2 separate regions of the Drosophila melanogaster genome follow, and region 2 is linked to region 1. A link is a contact called in public HiChIP or PLAC-seq data. All regions are on one chromosome and are shown on one strand. Each heading gives the region's core, a stretch centred on a gene start, on an enhancer-like site or on the middle of the called end of the contact. The rest is flanking DNA. Distances are from core to core; before and after follow the strand shown. Region 1 holds the start of SKIP (Shal K[+] channel interacting protein). Region 2 overlaps SKIP (Shal K[+] channel interacting protein).

The links. HiChIP or PLAC-seq counts read pairs in DNA pulled down with a chosen protein or histone mark.
Region 2: a contact with region 1 is called in a POLR2A S2P HiChIP or PLAC-seq map of the Kc167 cell line, with 6 times the contacts expected there. The contact joins the enhancer-like site here to the promoter of SKIP in region 1. A contact is called at or near these places in 8 of 107 Hi-C or Micro-C datasets (the PNm cell line, the S2 cell line, brain and 5 more) and 1 of 6 datasets of contacts at active chromatin or transcription factors (the Kc167 cell line).

The regions. Positions count from the first base shown.
Region 1 is chr3R:22,132,166-22,139,517 of dm6, forward strand. It overlaps SKIP (Shal K[+] channel interacting protein), which reads left to right and starts at 1,665. Exons shown (of 20, transcript NM_001260304.2): 1 at 1,665-2,286. CG42390 reads left to right here. Exons shown (of 11, transcript NM_206540.2): 11 at 490-1,202. The coding sequence ends at 925.
Region 2 is chr3R:22,275,224-22,282,362 of dm6, forward strand. It overlaps SKIP (Shal K[+] channel interacting protein), which reads left to right. Exons shown (of 20, transcript NM_001260304.2): 5 at 2,414-2,749; 6 at 3,129-3,403; 7 at 3,483-3,532; 8 at 4,006-4,112; 9 at 5,576-5,662; 10 at 6,624-6,680. Among named protein-coding and RNA genes, the nearest start is that of mir-1010, 14 kb to the right of the region's middle. Within about 2 kb of position 1,463, at least 10 of the 39 cell types and tissues checked have an H3K27ac peak or open chromatin away from gene starts, as enhancers often do. A contact at or near this core is called in the Kc167 cell line, eye imaginal disc and larval brain, where this site is marked.

The DNA.
Region 1 (7,352 bases), core at 415-2,914:
CGGCGCTGGACAAGCGCGACATCAGCAACGCCAACGAGATCGAGCAGCTGCATCGCAAGTGCCGCTGCCTGACCAATCTGTAAGTGCACCCATTCCCCAAAAACCACCAGCCACCCTGACCCATCTTCCCCAAGGTCGAGTTCCTAAGTCTAAGGAAAGTTAATTAAAAGATTGAGTGTGATTGAGACCACAGATCTATGGAATTATGATTCGAAACTTTCGAATTTTGCTAAAATATAAGATTCTTATCTTTATATAATTTTGAAAAATAAAAAAATAAAATCGGAAAGGAAAGGGATTTAAGAGCTCGACCTTTTAACTCTTTTTATCTTTAACACAAATTTATCTTACTTTTGCTTGTCCGTGTTGTGGGATGTTGTACGCCAAGTCAGTATCCAGCATCCGCCTTGAATTCACCATTATCCTTTTTGGTAGTTTAGTAGTGAATATAGTAAATATTTAAGGAATTTTGCAATCCTTTTTGCGCAGATTTGAGGAGATGCGCATGCGATACGAAAGACGAGATCCTCGAGCCGAGGATCTGCGTGAGATAACCGAATTGAGGACACGATGCGAGAGTCAGGAGCGGGATTTGTATGTGCTCACCGATCGCCTGCGGGAAATGCAGATTCAAATGTCCGAGATGCAACAAAATGGTGACCGCAAAGGCGGTGGAAAAGCGGTAAAGAAGCCGCCGCCCAAATCAATAGCCACCAGCTGTGACGTCATATACGAGGAAAACGAGGAGCGAGAATCGCCCGACAAGGAAAATGGTGAGAACTCCTCCCAGGGGGACGAGGACGATGAAGCGGATGAGGAGGTCGAGCAGGAACCCAGCGACACCGAGTCCAATCACACGATCGAGGTCAATGGAAAGTCGGATCGAATCAACGAGGATGACGCCCATCTCATCACCGCCGTGTGAGCGGTCAAAACTTTCTATATACATAGATCTTCCAATTTTGTGGCTGTATTCTTCGAGATCCCCAGGAGTGGATGTTCCAGGACCAAGGATGTGTGTGTGATCCCGGGTGCTTTTGGTGCTTCATGTGCTGCCCTCTGTATCGCTGGATACGGAAATCGAACCACTCAATCAAATCGCTCAAAGCTTGAACTCATAAAAATTGTAAATTAAATTTCTGAATTGGTTTCTGAAACCGCCAAAAACAAAAAGAAACGAAATAAATGTAAATATTTTTAATAATACTGATATTTATACAGTTTACTATTTTTTTATTTATTGCTTAGACTTAACAGCTGTTAGCTTAACAGTTATCTTGGCACTGTAAATGCGAGAGAATTTAATTTTCAAGAGAGACGCATGCGCATCAATTGTACTAAATGAACTAAATTCGCCCAATTAGTACGTATTTCAAATATAAGAATGCAATTGTGGCGCGGCTAAATTTAAATGATCTACGGGCAAGAAAACGGTAAACAATAATTGTACTTTTCTAATTATGAAATATAAATAGAAACAAACAATTTATTGAATTTTTGTGCACTTCTTTTAATATAAGAAACGTAAGTTCGAAACCCTTCGAACTCGAACTAAATCGGTTGCATCGAACCAAGAGAGTGACCGTTCGCGAGCTCGGCTGTGATGCTAAAAATGCCAGATGGAGCAAGCAACATATACGAATATATACGAACGCATTTATCGCCGCGCGGTCAGTCGTCGAAATGTTCGAGATCCGGTCGTTTTGAAAACCAGCTCGAGCGGTCTATTCGCGTGAAATTGAAACTGAAAAAGCCGGTAAAACTGAAGCAAGTGTGTTGTGATTGAGAATTGAGCGAAACGAAAACGGTGGCCAAACGAGCCGTTTAATAAGCAAACAGGCTGGCCAATAACCAATTACCATCAGCCATGCCATCAAGGAATCGTGATAACGCAGACACAACCGGCAGCAATTTGTTAATTTGAAACGTCGTGTGTGTTCCTCTACGAAAAAAAAAACCCAGTTATTTAGCAAGCATTTAAATTGCATTTGTAGCATAGCACTTTAGTTGCGCGTAGGAGGAACAGCAAGGTCGTTGGGGTCGAATGTGAATGTTTGTGATGCAAGTGACAAAATCAAAATTGGAGTAAATTGGTAGCCATTCCTGTGAGCATTTTCGCGTCGCGTAACGGTAAATCATTGCGCCCTGCGTGTCTTCGTGTGCGTGCGTGTTTGAGTGTACGTTTTTCGGTTTTGTTTTCATCTCCTCCTTGCCATCCTCCTTTCTTCCACCTTCAATTGCCATCTCCTAATTTCCTCTACGAACGGAGAAACACGAAAACGAAAAGTAAGTGCCGCTACTTCTATTCCTCCTATATGTGTTATTGTAAAAGATTTGCAGCCATGTGTGCCTGTGTGTGCTTTTGTGTGTGTGAGGGAGATTTCGTGAGTGCGATAGTGTGTGTGTGCAGCCTCCACCAAGCGCCGCATTTAAAGGATATTCCTAATCCGTTTTATTGATTGCAGGGCAGAAAGGAGCGGCGAAAAAACAGCAACAACAACAACTACACAGCTGGAGTGCTCAAACTGTGTGTGTGCCTGTGTTTAGTTCTTGTTCTCGGCAATCTGTGCCGCTTTTTTTTATGTTTTTATTCCCTTCCCATTTCCACTCTATCCTCATCCTCCGGGGTTGCTGTTGTTGTTGTTGTCGGTGATTTAGTAGTGCCTGCTGTTTTCGTTTCATCTCTGTCTCCCTCTTATTTCCCTCTAATTCTGACTCTTGGCCGGCTTTTTGTTGTTGCTGCCCACAGATTTCCTGACAAATGTTAATTATTTATGCAACACTTCCTCTCTGCATTTTGTTATACAATTGTCCATTTTTCACTCATTTGGTTTAAATTGTATAAACACTTCCTTAATGTCTTGAAAACTTCCTTTTTGAGATAGAATGACTCATAAAGTCACATATTTCACTTAAAAAGTGCGTATCTTCTTTCGAATTGAAAGTTCTTGTGCAAAATTACAACACGCATTTAACCCACTGATATAAATTCTTTAATTGAAAATTATGCAGAATCACATAATATGAAATATTCAAAGACATATTGAAAGTTCGACATAATGATTTATCGAACTCAATTAATTTCTGTCTCGAGCAATAATTAAACGTCAATTAAAAAAACATTGATTACTTGTGTGCTTTCAACATTTTGAGACTTGAAATGTTTTTTAAACACCTGTCGTGGCCGTGTCCAAATAAAACCCTAAACTGCCGACTTTAGACACCGAAGAGGATTGTCATTTAAAATCACACAACCACACCTTCTTTTACCTTGTCTCTTATTTTTTTTGTGCCTGCTTGTTTGGGTAGCTTATCTGTGCTTATAATACGTGTACATTTTCGCTGCGTTCCATATCTCGGTGAATAACTTCATCAGAAAATTAAGCGAAATATGCCTGGCACCTGCCCCCGTGGGCATAACTCAATAATCACATCAAATGTCGCCACTGGACTTGCAGTGCCGTGCTCCCTACGCCTTCCCCCTCCAGATGCCCACTTCCTGGAGCAGCGGTCGCAACACCTCCTTAAGAGGTGTGTCCACTGGTCTCCCTGGTCTCGCTGGTCTCCTCTCAACTCCCAGATCTTGGCTGCCCAGCCTTACCAGCTCTCCCCAGCTAATGCCGCACAGCTGCGCGCCATTTAAGTCGCTGACAAGTGTTTTGCCGGCATCTCCGGAATGCGACGGATACGGTGGCGAGGTGGAGAGCCGAGAAAGAATCGCCTGCTTCCATGGTTCCTGCTGCCACAGAAGCCGCAGCAAAAAGTGGCAGCCAACATTGCTACCAATTATGCGATAAGCGAGAGGAGCACTCTTCACAGCTCCACAGACTCACAGCTGATGCTATTTCACCTTTACAATTGTGAGAAAACTTTAGGCAAATATAGTGTGGGTTAGTAAATTAGTTGCGATTCAACTTTTGCGATATTTCCGACTGGAGTTTTGATGCTCTAAAAGCCACTTTAATGGTCTCCATTTAAGCATTTAGTTGTGGGCAAACAACACTTAATTGTACATCTACAAAATGTGCACTTATACTCCGAGTAATTGGTCAAAACAAAATTTACATAAAAGCATAGTTGTCTCGATGATTTTGCACTATTATTAAGAGCCATTAAAAATTTGCTTGAAATTTATACAATTATGATTGCAAAAATTGTAGAAAATTCATGGAATTTTTCATACTTTTGAAATACATTCTAGTTGTTTTACATTAAATCCGGGGCACCACTTAAACAATCCAAAGAAAGCAAAAGTCGCATCGATGTTTACACTTCCCACACTTTTTCAATTAAAATCCATTTTTTTTCGCACTTTGCCAGCAAGTTCGTGCAACTTGCAGGCGAACAACGTGTTAACATGGCCAAAAGCGGTGGGAGACTCGGGCTAATGAAGTGATTAGACTGCGATTTCGCCGATGTTGTTCCCTTTAAGAGTACGAAAAAAGCATAATAATAATGGAAAGGAAAAAAAAAAGAAAAAATGAAATTGGTTGGGGAAAACTAACAAAAGGCCGCGTGCGCAGCCATCAAACGAAACGAAAAGCGTGCAACTGCAACAAAAACACCGGCAAGAACAAGAGCAGAGGAATGACCTTATATTGCAACTGCAAGTCAAACAAAGGGCCGCTAATGGGTGGCATTGAGGGGGCACCTCGCCTCGCAGGGCAGGAAGGTGTAATCCCGGCCGAGGACCGAGGACCGAGCAGTGAGAACCGGTCGATGCCCATTGCCCAGTGCCCAGTGCCCATCGGAGTCCGCTCTCCGAACGGAGCGGCTACTGCGGGGCAATTGGGCCAAAAGCATAAAAATCAGTCAAGAGTCGCCTTCGCCAACTCCGTTCAGCATTAAAAGCGACAAACAAACAAACAGAACGGACACTGAGCCAAAAAAAAGGTGCATCCCCATAAAGATAATCACAGATATAAAGTGGATTTATGGTACTGATAGGCCTATATGTGTATCTTAATAGTTGAGTTGTAAAACAAGAATGGGAAACAAAATAAATCTTAAACGGAAAAGTGGATGAAATTTATAAAATTATCTTTAAAAAAGCTATTCCTTTTTTTTTTTTTGATAGTTTAAATGTGGAATTAAATTTAAATCCTTTTATACGTTTAAGTTCTTAAAGTCATAGAACGAACTTTTTAAAGGTATAACCCTTGGTATTTCTTGCTGTGGACAAACAGGAGTGCAACTCCCCTACTGGGAATGAAAATGGGAGTGGGACTGTCGACTGGCGGACTGAAGGCTGGGGAATACGAATGGCACTGTGACTGGGCAACGTACTCGAAATCGCACTCGCAGTGGAGCTGGATCTGGATCTGGACCTGAAACCTGGACACTCGCATCCAAAAGGCCGCCCGTGCGAGCGCAGGCAGCGCTAAAATCGATTTTCTCGCAAACTTGGCCAGGACGGGCAGCCGCAGGCCAACAACTACTCGCTGTCCTCGGCCCTTAGTGCTCTGCCCTGCTCCACATTGCCCCATTCCCATTCCCGTTGCCATTCCCAATCCCATTTCCAATCCCAGTCCGCCTGCTCCTGCTCCAGAGCCTCCTGTTATTCTGGCTGTAATGGATATGGTCGAGGCGCGCGCGGTTTTCGTACCCGAGATCCTCGTGGATTATGCGGATATACTGCGTTTGACCATCAAAATGTAATGGTCAAAAGGAACAACTTTTATTTGCTCAAGCTTTAAGCGAAATAAAGGAGTTTTTAGATTTTTACAATTTATAAAAAGAAGATGGACATGTTATTGTTAAATACTATTTGTATAAATACAATTGTATTTCACTTTGTAATTTCTAAGTTTTGTGTTTAAATCGCTTTTTAAGCAAAGGATATTGCCTAGTCGTGAGTGAGCTCCACTTTGCCTCACTTACTGGTTAATGATGATGCCGCTAATGATGATTCCTTTGATGACGATGATGATGATGACGGCGCGGATGATGATGGGGATGATGCGGCGACCACGGTTTCGCTGATTTCGCTGCTGGGGTCTGCTGGTGCAGCTAAAATTGCAAGTCAAACTGTCGTCGCTCGGCGTTGTTTAGTTGTTTTACCCGTGGCATGGCGCTGCTCCCTCCTTCTCTTTCTCTCTCTCTCTATCCCACTGTTCGCTCTCCCTCTTTCTCCGCCTTGGTAATTGCAATTGCAATTTTCTCCAAACTGCAGCAAGTCCGGCTCCTCGGACTCCATCTCCATCTGTGGCTCCATCTGCGGCTCCTGCTCATTCTGCTCCTGGGGGTTAGTAAATCTGCAAATTGCATTCGACTAGCGAATTTAGTGGCAACCGGAGTCAAGTCCATTGCTCTGAGTTATTTAATTTGGGTTATAAATAAATTTGTTTAAAGCAATAATTCGCCTTCCGCTGCGGTAAGGTAACGAAAAAAAAAAAGAAATGGATAGGTTTCGATGTAATGTTTGTTCAGGATCTATAAAACGTTTGATTTTATTGGATTACTTTATGCCTAGAAAGCTTAATACCTAAAATGTTTTACTGAAAACTGTTGAATATAAGAGAAATTTACAGGATCTTTGAGTTAAGACAAACATTTTGCATAATTGCGTCGATCTAGTAATAAAGGCAAACATAATTCTTCTTGAAGTTTGCAACCAAACAGCAATTTATAAGTCTCTGCAATAATCAGTTCTGAGTGCCACACTCGCTCACTAACGAATGGTACTAATTGAAATCATATTGCATCCACAGGCTGGCGGCAGATTGGAGGGGTTTTTTCAGGGCGGACAGAGGTGGAGGTGGGCTGTCAGAAGGCCAAACCAATTCCCGTGAAGAACAACATAATTCGAGGCCAGCAGGGATGGGGGGCAACTATGTGATATGCTGCAGCAGTGCAGCATCCAAGACGGAAATCTAGAATCGAGAATCTAGACACGCAAGCAGCAGCAACAGCAACAGCATTTGCATTTGGCCCGGACAGCAATTACCGAAGCTGGCTCATGATGTTGGCCTCATGATTCTCGGCTGGCCTGAAGCCTTTGCCACCTGCTTGTCTGGGAAATCTCTGGGTGTCTTCCCCTGCCCGCCGAGACCCATCATATTTGCAGACGCGGGCAAGATAATAGCACTAAAGTTGCAGTTAGGGCAACTTAAAGTCATGACTAGCATGTTCAACTGTATTTGTGGAAGTTTAAGGCCTTAAAAGTACTTTTTTACAAATTTGAATTCCACATTTTCCTTATCGTTATGTGTGCTATTATCTTGGCCGCCACTGTGGCTGCGTGTGTGTTCCCAGCAGCTCAACTGACGTGACTGTCAATAGAAGGAAGGGAAGCGCGAGGGGCATGCGACGGAGGAGCGCTTCGCGTTTTCATGTTTTTCAAGTTGTCTGCA
Region 2 (7,139 bases), core at 213-2,712, 140 kb after region 1:
TGCAAATGACTTTATGAATTTGCTGTTACGACTTGGACAAGCTCCGATGACCTTTGAAGTGGGTAGACACATATGTACATATGTATATGTATGTAGTAATAATCAACCGTATACCGAGATGAAATTGATTCCGCATGGGACATAAACTGCGTATTGCATAATAAACTTTGGCACGAACATAATGAGTTGTTGAAAGATGGGATCGAGCAGACAATTGCTACAAAACGGAGTCAGTTTATAGGACATTAAATGTTGATTGATACGGGGAAAGCTCGGTGATCCGATCATTTTGCGGCCATATCAACTGTCTTAACCATACCCGTACCCATTTCAATTGGTCATTAAACACACTTTGTCAGTCATAAAAGGCCGAAACACTTTCGTTCCCCTTCATCAAAAGTTGACACTTTGCGAGTTAACCTTTAATGAAAAGGCCAAACAAGCCAGCAGCCTGGAGGGCTCATTGTGAAATTACCCAAAGCGTAAAAAAGGGCAAAAACGACAGGAAAAAATAAGAAAATGGAACTCTGGCTGGCAGTAGTGGTAGCAGTATGGCCAAAGGCCTCGAAACTCTCCCTTTTTCACTGCTGGCATCCTAGTCAAAGAGGCAATAAGTAGCAAAAATTACGCTAAACGTGGCAATTTCCTCGCAAATTGCACAAAATATATATACAAAGCGGGTTCTTTCACTCTACGCATGTCTGGCCTGAAAGTCCTTGGTCTACTCATTTAACTAAGGAGAGGAAAGTATGCTAAATGATCAAGGTGGGCATTTAAATACCCTATCAGATTGGATGAAATATGTGACAGTTGTCACAATAAGTTCATTTAAAGAAATACTACTTTAAAATCATCAATATAAACTAATTTTAGGAAATGCTCACTTCCCCTTTATTAAGATTCTTATTTCATTTTATCCTGCTAAAAGGAAAGGACTCGTTGGTAGCACTCAATTAGGGTCTCAAATTGGTATAAAAGTGTGCTTAAGCCAGCAAAAAGGAGTGTATAATAAGGCCCATAGAAGACCATGGCAGGTATTTTTCATCCGTCAAATTACAGCGCACCCATAACGGGGGCTCAGCAGATGCCCAGGTAAAATCCGTAGCCAGGTGGCTGGCTGAAGCCTGTCAATTTCCCCATGGTGGCTCCACATGAGGCGGGTAAAATCGGGCAGGATATGCGGCACCATTTTGGGAGCAGGGGTCATGTGGCAGCGGCAGGAATCGGGCGATATTTTAATGCGTGTCATATTTGATTGATGCCAGCGCGGCACAGAGCGAAGTCGTGGAACAATGTCAAGCGTTTAACATTGCCCCGAGCGCCACTCAAAATGTCAAGGTAGTCGGGAACACTCCGGCCCGATCCAAGACCCCATTTTTAACCACCCGCCCAGTTACCCAGTCATTTCCGTACTTTTTTTCGCCCTGCAAAATTGCCCCTGCAGGTATGCAATGAAAAAGTGCGTAAGGGAAGCCCATTGTGCCTCTCTTTGTGTGCGTTTGTCTGCGTGTGTGTGTGAGTGAATGCGGAGTGCCTTTGTTTTGTGTAATTTAACATGGCAGTTTGTTAACAAATTTTATCAGGCCCGAGATGTTTTGCCTACCGAATGAGGAAAATGAGGGAAATCGCTTCGAGAGCTGTAAACACAGTCAAGTGTGTGTGTGTGTGTGGGTGCCATAATTTATGCCCAGACTAAGTGCATTATGTTTGGCACACGGGCTTTTAGTTACGCTGCCCCCTCGTCTACCTTCCCCGGGGCAGACTCAATTATTTGTGGCAATTGGCAGCAGCAGTTGGCGCAACTAATTTGACTTGAGCGGCGTATTGTAGGCAAACATATGAACTCGAACATATAGGCATTTATTTAATTATGACCAGGGGTGCACTTAAGCTCAAATCCGATAATGCGTTTTATAAGCCAAAATGCGTAGCCATAATAACTATTAATTATGTGGAAATATATATATATATATAATCATTTGAAATATAAACCATTTATTTTCGCTTTCAAGACATTAAAGCAGCCCTATGAAATTGATATTTATCCCCCATCACCTATTTACCCTTGCGTTCCGGAATAACCTGTAGCTTAGTTATGGTTATGGTTGCTCTTAACTAACCGGATAAGCGAATTAACCCCTTGCATTATTAACCCGGTGACTAGACCCCATCCAACGCCAACATCAATGTAGCATCATTAACCGCTCTAGCTCTTCGCATCTTCCACCCACTCTGTCTCACCCGATTTTCATCCAATGAGCCCCACTGTAACCTTCGCACACCTTATAGCATTCATACCCACCCCCAACTCTCATCAGCAAAAAAAAAAAAAAAAAAAACAACAACAAAAACGAAATAGAACTTGGCCAAGTGTCTTACCGATCTCTGCTGCTCGTTTCTCGCTCTTTTGCAGGATGGACAACGCGGCCATTTAGAGGGCCTGGCATCCGTCTATTGCGAATTGCTAATGGCTCCCTTCGGGGACATTTTGGCAACTATCGAGCGGGCGCGCCAGGCGGCCTGGGCGGAGCGGAGTCCGCTGCACAGTGCCGCCCAGGTGGTGGGCGGATCAGGTGGGGCTGGCGGCAGCACGGGCAGCGGCAGCGGTGGGGCGGCCAGCGGTGGCAGCGGCGGCAGCAGCGGCGTACTGCACCACCGCCAGCAGCATGGCCATCGTGGCCATTCGATGCACGGCGCCGGTCTGCCCAATAGTCATAGCCAGCCCATTTATGTGCCCGGAAAGTACTCGGTATGTATGATGATGACCCGGAACGAACCAAACACCCACCCAATCTCCCGCCTCCTTAATCACCAACACAAAAAAAAAAAAAAAAATGAATGACTCCATTAGCGGCCCCCTAAGGAAAATATTTACAAAACCAACAATATGAACGAAGAATTTTTGGAAAAATGAAATTGATGTTGGCGTTGCTTGAAAAGAAATAATTGAAAAAACCATTAAGCCTGTATGCGAATAAATTTATTTAATTGTGTGCTAAGAATTGTGTAAATATTTTTTGCTTGCTTGCGTTCTCCACTTTCACTTGCATGTAGTTGTAGTTGTGTTTTAACACCCCCCAAAAGAGTGGCCAATAAAATGACTAATTTTCCATTCCCCAACCTTACAGCCCTCGAGTTGTCTGTCCGACAAGGAGGAGGATGAGATTTACGGATTCGGCTATGGCGTCTTCGCACCCCGCGTGGCCAGAGGAGGGTTAACACAACAGCAACAGCTGCTGCAGCAGCAGACGCTGCAAACGCAACAGAGCATACAGCAACAGCAGCAGCAGATGCAACAGCAGCAGCAACAGTTACCAATTGTGCCAGGACAACAGCAGCAAGGACCTCATCAGCATCAGACCCTGCCACCGAATGTCGCGCATTTGAACTTTGTGCAGCAAAAGTGAGTAAAGGATTTAAATATTTCGAGCGCTCTCCATTGAATCGTAGTGCTAATAAAAATTCTATTCTATTCCATTCAGCTGCCTGAGTCCGCGCTCAGCTTATTTCTACGAATTTCCACCGACAGCTGGTAAGTTGAAAAGAGTTGAAAAGTCCAGAGAAGTAAAATTCTTATCCTGGTAGACGATTTCTAAAGCTTTTGTGTAAAGGTGATAAGCTTTGTACTTAACGTTTAAAGGAAATCTTTAGACTTTAGTTTTTTAATTTATTTATGAAAGGGCCGCTCAGAAATTGCAGTAAATGTAGAGCACAATTGTAATGAGGTCAGAATTTTAAAGAAGAACTTTAATGAATTTTCATAGATAAATAGCAGAAGTAGCATGTAATCACTATCCCAGCAGAGTTTGAATGCTTTCTGTTTTATCGTAGTTATTTACTTGACTTAAAATAATCTTTTAAACTATAAAACTCTTAGGAAAGTTATATCTCCCTACCAGGGTTTGAAAATAAAACAAAAATGATGTACATCAGCCGCCGACTTGAGTTCCTTACACTAATTCAATTTCTGTCCTTTTTATGCCGATTTTTCCCCGCGACTTTCAGAGGGCCGCGAGACAAAGAAACGCACCACACTGGCCCGGCTGCTGAAAGGCTTGAAGACTGTCAATCGACGGGATCGGAACAATCAACAGAATGGCGCCCAGGCCAGGGTAAGTAAAGTACTCCCTCGATACAATTTCCCACCCATCCTTTTTCCCCCCGTTTTCGTCCAGCGAGTGAAACTCATTTTCGCGCTTCGTTTTATGACCGCAAGCAAATTGTTTGTCCTGTCCCGCAAGTTTTGTCCCGTCCCCAGCCTTTCATTTGAATCAACTGCTGCGGTAATTCTTTCAATTTATTTGCTCGCATTTCGTTTGGTTTCCTTTCCTTTTCTCGAATTCCCCTGCCCTGCCTCTTCTAGGCTGCCATTTTTATGACTTTCTGCGTCTTGATTTGAATATTCCGCAGTCTTCTTGTGTAGTATACTTAATCTTGGCCCTGGGGACATGTAAATTTTTATGCGCGCCGCGCCGAGCAGCTTCTCCCTTTTTGCCAGCTGAAAAGGTTAAAAATGTTTTGCCAGCGGCCATGTCTACATTGCCACTTCTCATCCTGGCAGTGCACCAATAGCGCCAGGACCAAACGCCATCAGTTTCCTGCCTCCCACTCAACGTCCCCCTTTTGGGGGAAGTTGTTGTACACTCGCTTTATCTGCGCCGCTCACAAAGGATTCATTCAGCGCCTTTGATTAGAGCAACCTTTGGGGAAAAGCATCAGGATCAGGAGCAGCAGCAGCAGCAGCAGAAGCTGAGTTAGTCCAAGTTGGAGTCGCAGCAGCTGCGACAGCTGGTTCAGCTGGTACAGCAGGGGCACTATTCTTGAGCCGAGTCTGGCAATGAAACTGCGGCCAAGAGCAGAGATAACGTGGCACAGGACGGCGACGCTGCTCATAAATAAGCAAGGACATGCATAAATTTTTCACAAGCAGCACAGAAAAGAATAAATAAAGGCGTGGAGAGCAGAAGGAGGAAAAATATAAATAATAAACTGCCGGTGGGGAAAAAAGGGCAGCGAAAAATGGCTGGCTAGCAGCCTCGGAGGTCCTCAGGAGGTCCTGGCACACAGATAAGCGCAGGAAATGACTAAGGATATGTGCCTAAGTAGCGGCATCCTACTCAACAGCCATGGCCTGGCCTTTCAAAATATAATTAAACAGCACTCCACGTGGCCATGCGTTTGTTGCCTGGTTCGTTGGCTCTCCCACCTGATTTGCTATTTATGATAAGAAAACAAACGCATTAAACAGCGACCCGTGAATAAGGGTCGAAGGGTGACCCTAACCTGACCCTTGACTCGTTATTAATTAAAAATTAAAGCCCCGCTGAAAGGTGTGAAATACAAAATGGCGTCCTAATGGCGATAAAGCACGTTGCTGCCCGCCATTCAAGGACTCCTCTTGATTTACGAGCGTCCTGTTCAACCTCACCTCAACACCCTTCGCGGCCCACAACCTTTGTGCATACTTGAGAAAGTTAATAAGCCTGGCGATTGAAAGCACGCCAAGCTTGTGTTCTTTCTGAAAATGAATTTAAAACTTTGCCCCAAATTGATTCCATTCCCGCTTATTTTGCAGGCGGCTAACGATCGTCTGCGGCACTTTCAAATGATAAACGGCGGCGCCGGCGGACAGCAGCACAGTTTCGAGGAGACAATCCACAGGGTGAGTAGCATAAATAGGTGATTGCACCTAATACAACATTTAGAAAGAGATTTCGACGGCTTTAGAAACTGTAAAGGGTAATCTACTAAACTTAGAACAATGCTAGTGCTGCATAATATCATTTAAAAGTGCACATTCATCAGCAGAGAAATTAATATCATATTCAACTTAAAATCTCCTACCATATTTCTATACTTTGCTTAAAAATGCGTGTGCGATGTGGGATGTTTGGTTGCTTCGACTGGAATAGTGGCATAAATATTTATGCTGCACATTTAACAAGCTGCTGTTGCTGCTTTGCTTCTTGCCTCTGTGTGTTGCAACAGCTGTGACAGCCAACAAAATTGTGCAGCAACAAAAAAAATTTGCACAAACTGCAACAACAGGGTGAAACTTTCGCACACCGCCCAGCGGACGAATGCCACCCCACCATTTTGACTGCATTTGCAATGCAATTTCAACACGAAAGCTGCGGCTGTTGCTTTTGAGCACGTTTACCTGTAATGGCATGCCACCAGCAACAAAAACAATCGCATACGCGGCGAGTGCCGCAGGGCAAAAAGGACGATGATGGGGAGGAAGAAGAGGAAGAGGAAGTGGCAGCGTGTGGATGCATGCAACATTTAAAAGTTCATTGCCGTCAACATTCATTATTAATGACAGCGCGCACGGAGCCAAACTAAAAACAAGCAGCAAAATGCAATCAACGGCGACAGCAGCAACAGACAGCAGCAGCAACAGCAGCAGCAACACCTGAAGCAACAGCAACTGCAACAATAGTTAGCAAATGCATAATGCATTACCAAACATCCCTTCCAAATTTGAGTGCGCCCCTTTTCCATTTGCAGCGCAAAAAGTAGACTTTAAATTTTCGTTAGCAAAGAAATTAGTTGCCACATTCATAAATAAACAAAGTCACTCAGCAAACGACCAAAGCTAACAAACCATTTTCCAATTGCAGTTGAAAGTACAAGAGGCCATGCGGAAAAAGGAAAAATTTCAACGTGAACACGAGGAGGTAAGTGACATGAACATATCCACATATTCAAATATCCAGATATACAGATAACCAAATATCCTGTGACCACAAGGCAAAGATTTATGCCTTCAAGATGTCTATTCCGAAATTGATAAATGCACATGGCAAACATGTGCAGTGGCCAGGGATAAATCAAGCATATTTGTTCTGGGCACTTTTCACAAATTAAATAAACATAAAACACTCGCAGCCCCGAGGCTTGGCTGAAATTGTTAGCCGGTCTGGCTAGTGCAGGCTGCACTATTAATTTCACAGATTCCGTAGCCTTATATTTGCATGCATTAAATACACAAATGGATGAAACAGTTGCAATTGCACAGACCAAAGGTTTTCCTAGCTTTTTCTTGCCCTGCAGCCGAAGGTGCGATTCGAATTTATAGGTTTGCTTTCACGACATATAGATGCAACTTAAACAAGAGTAAAAATAAATCAAATGTA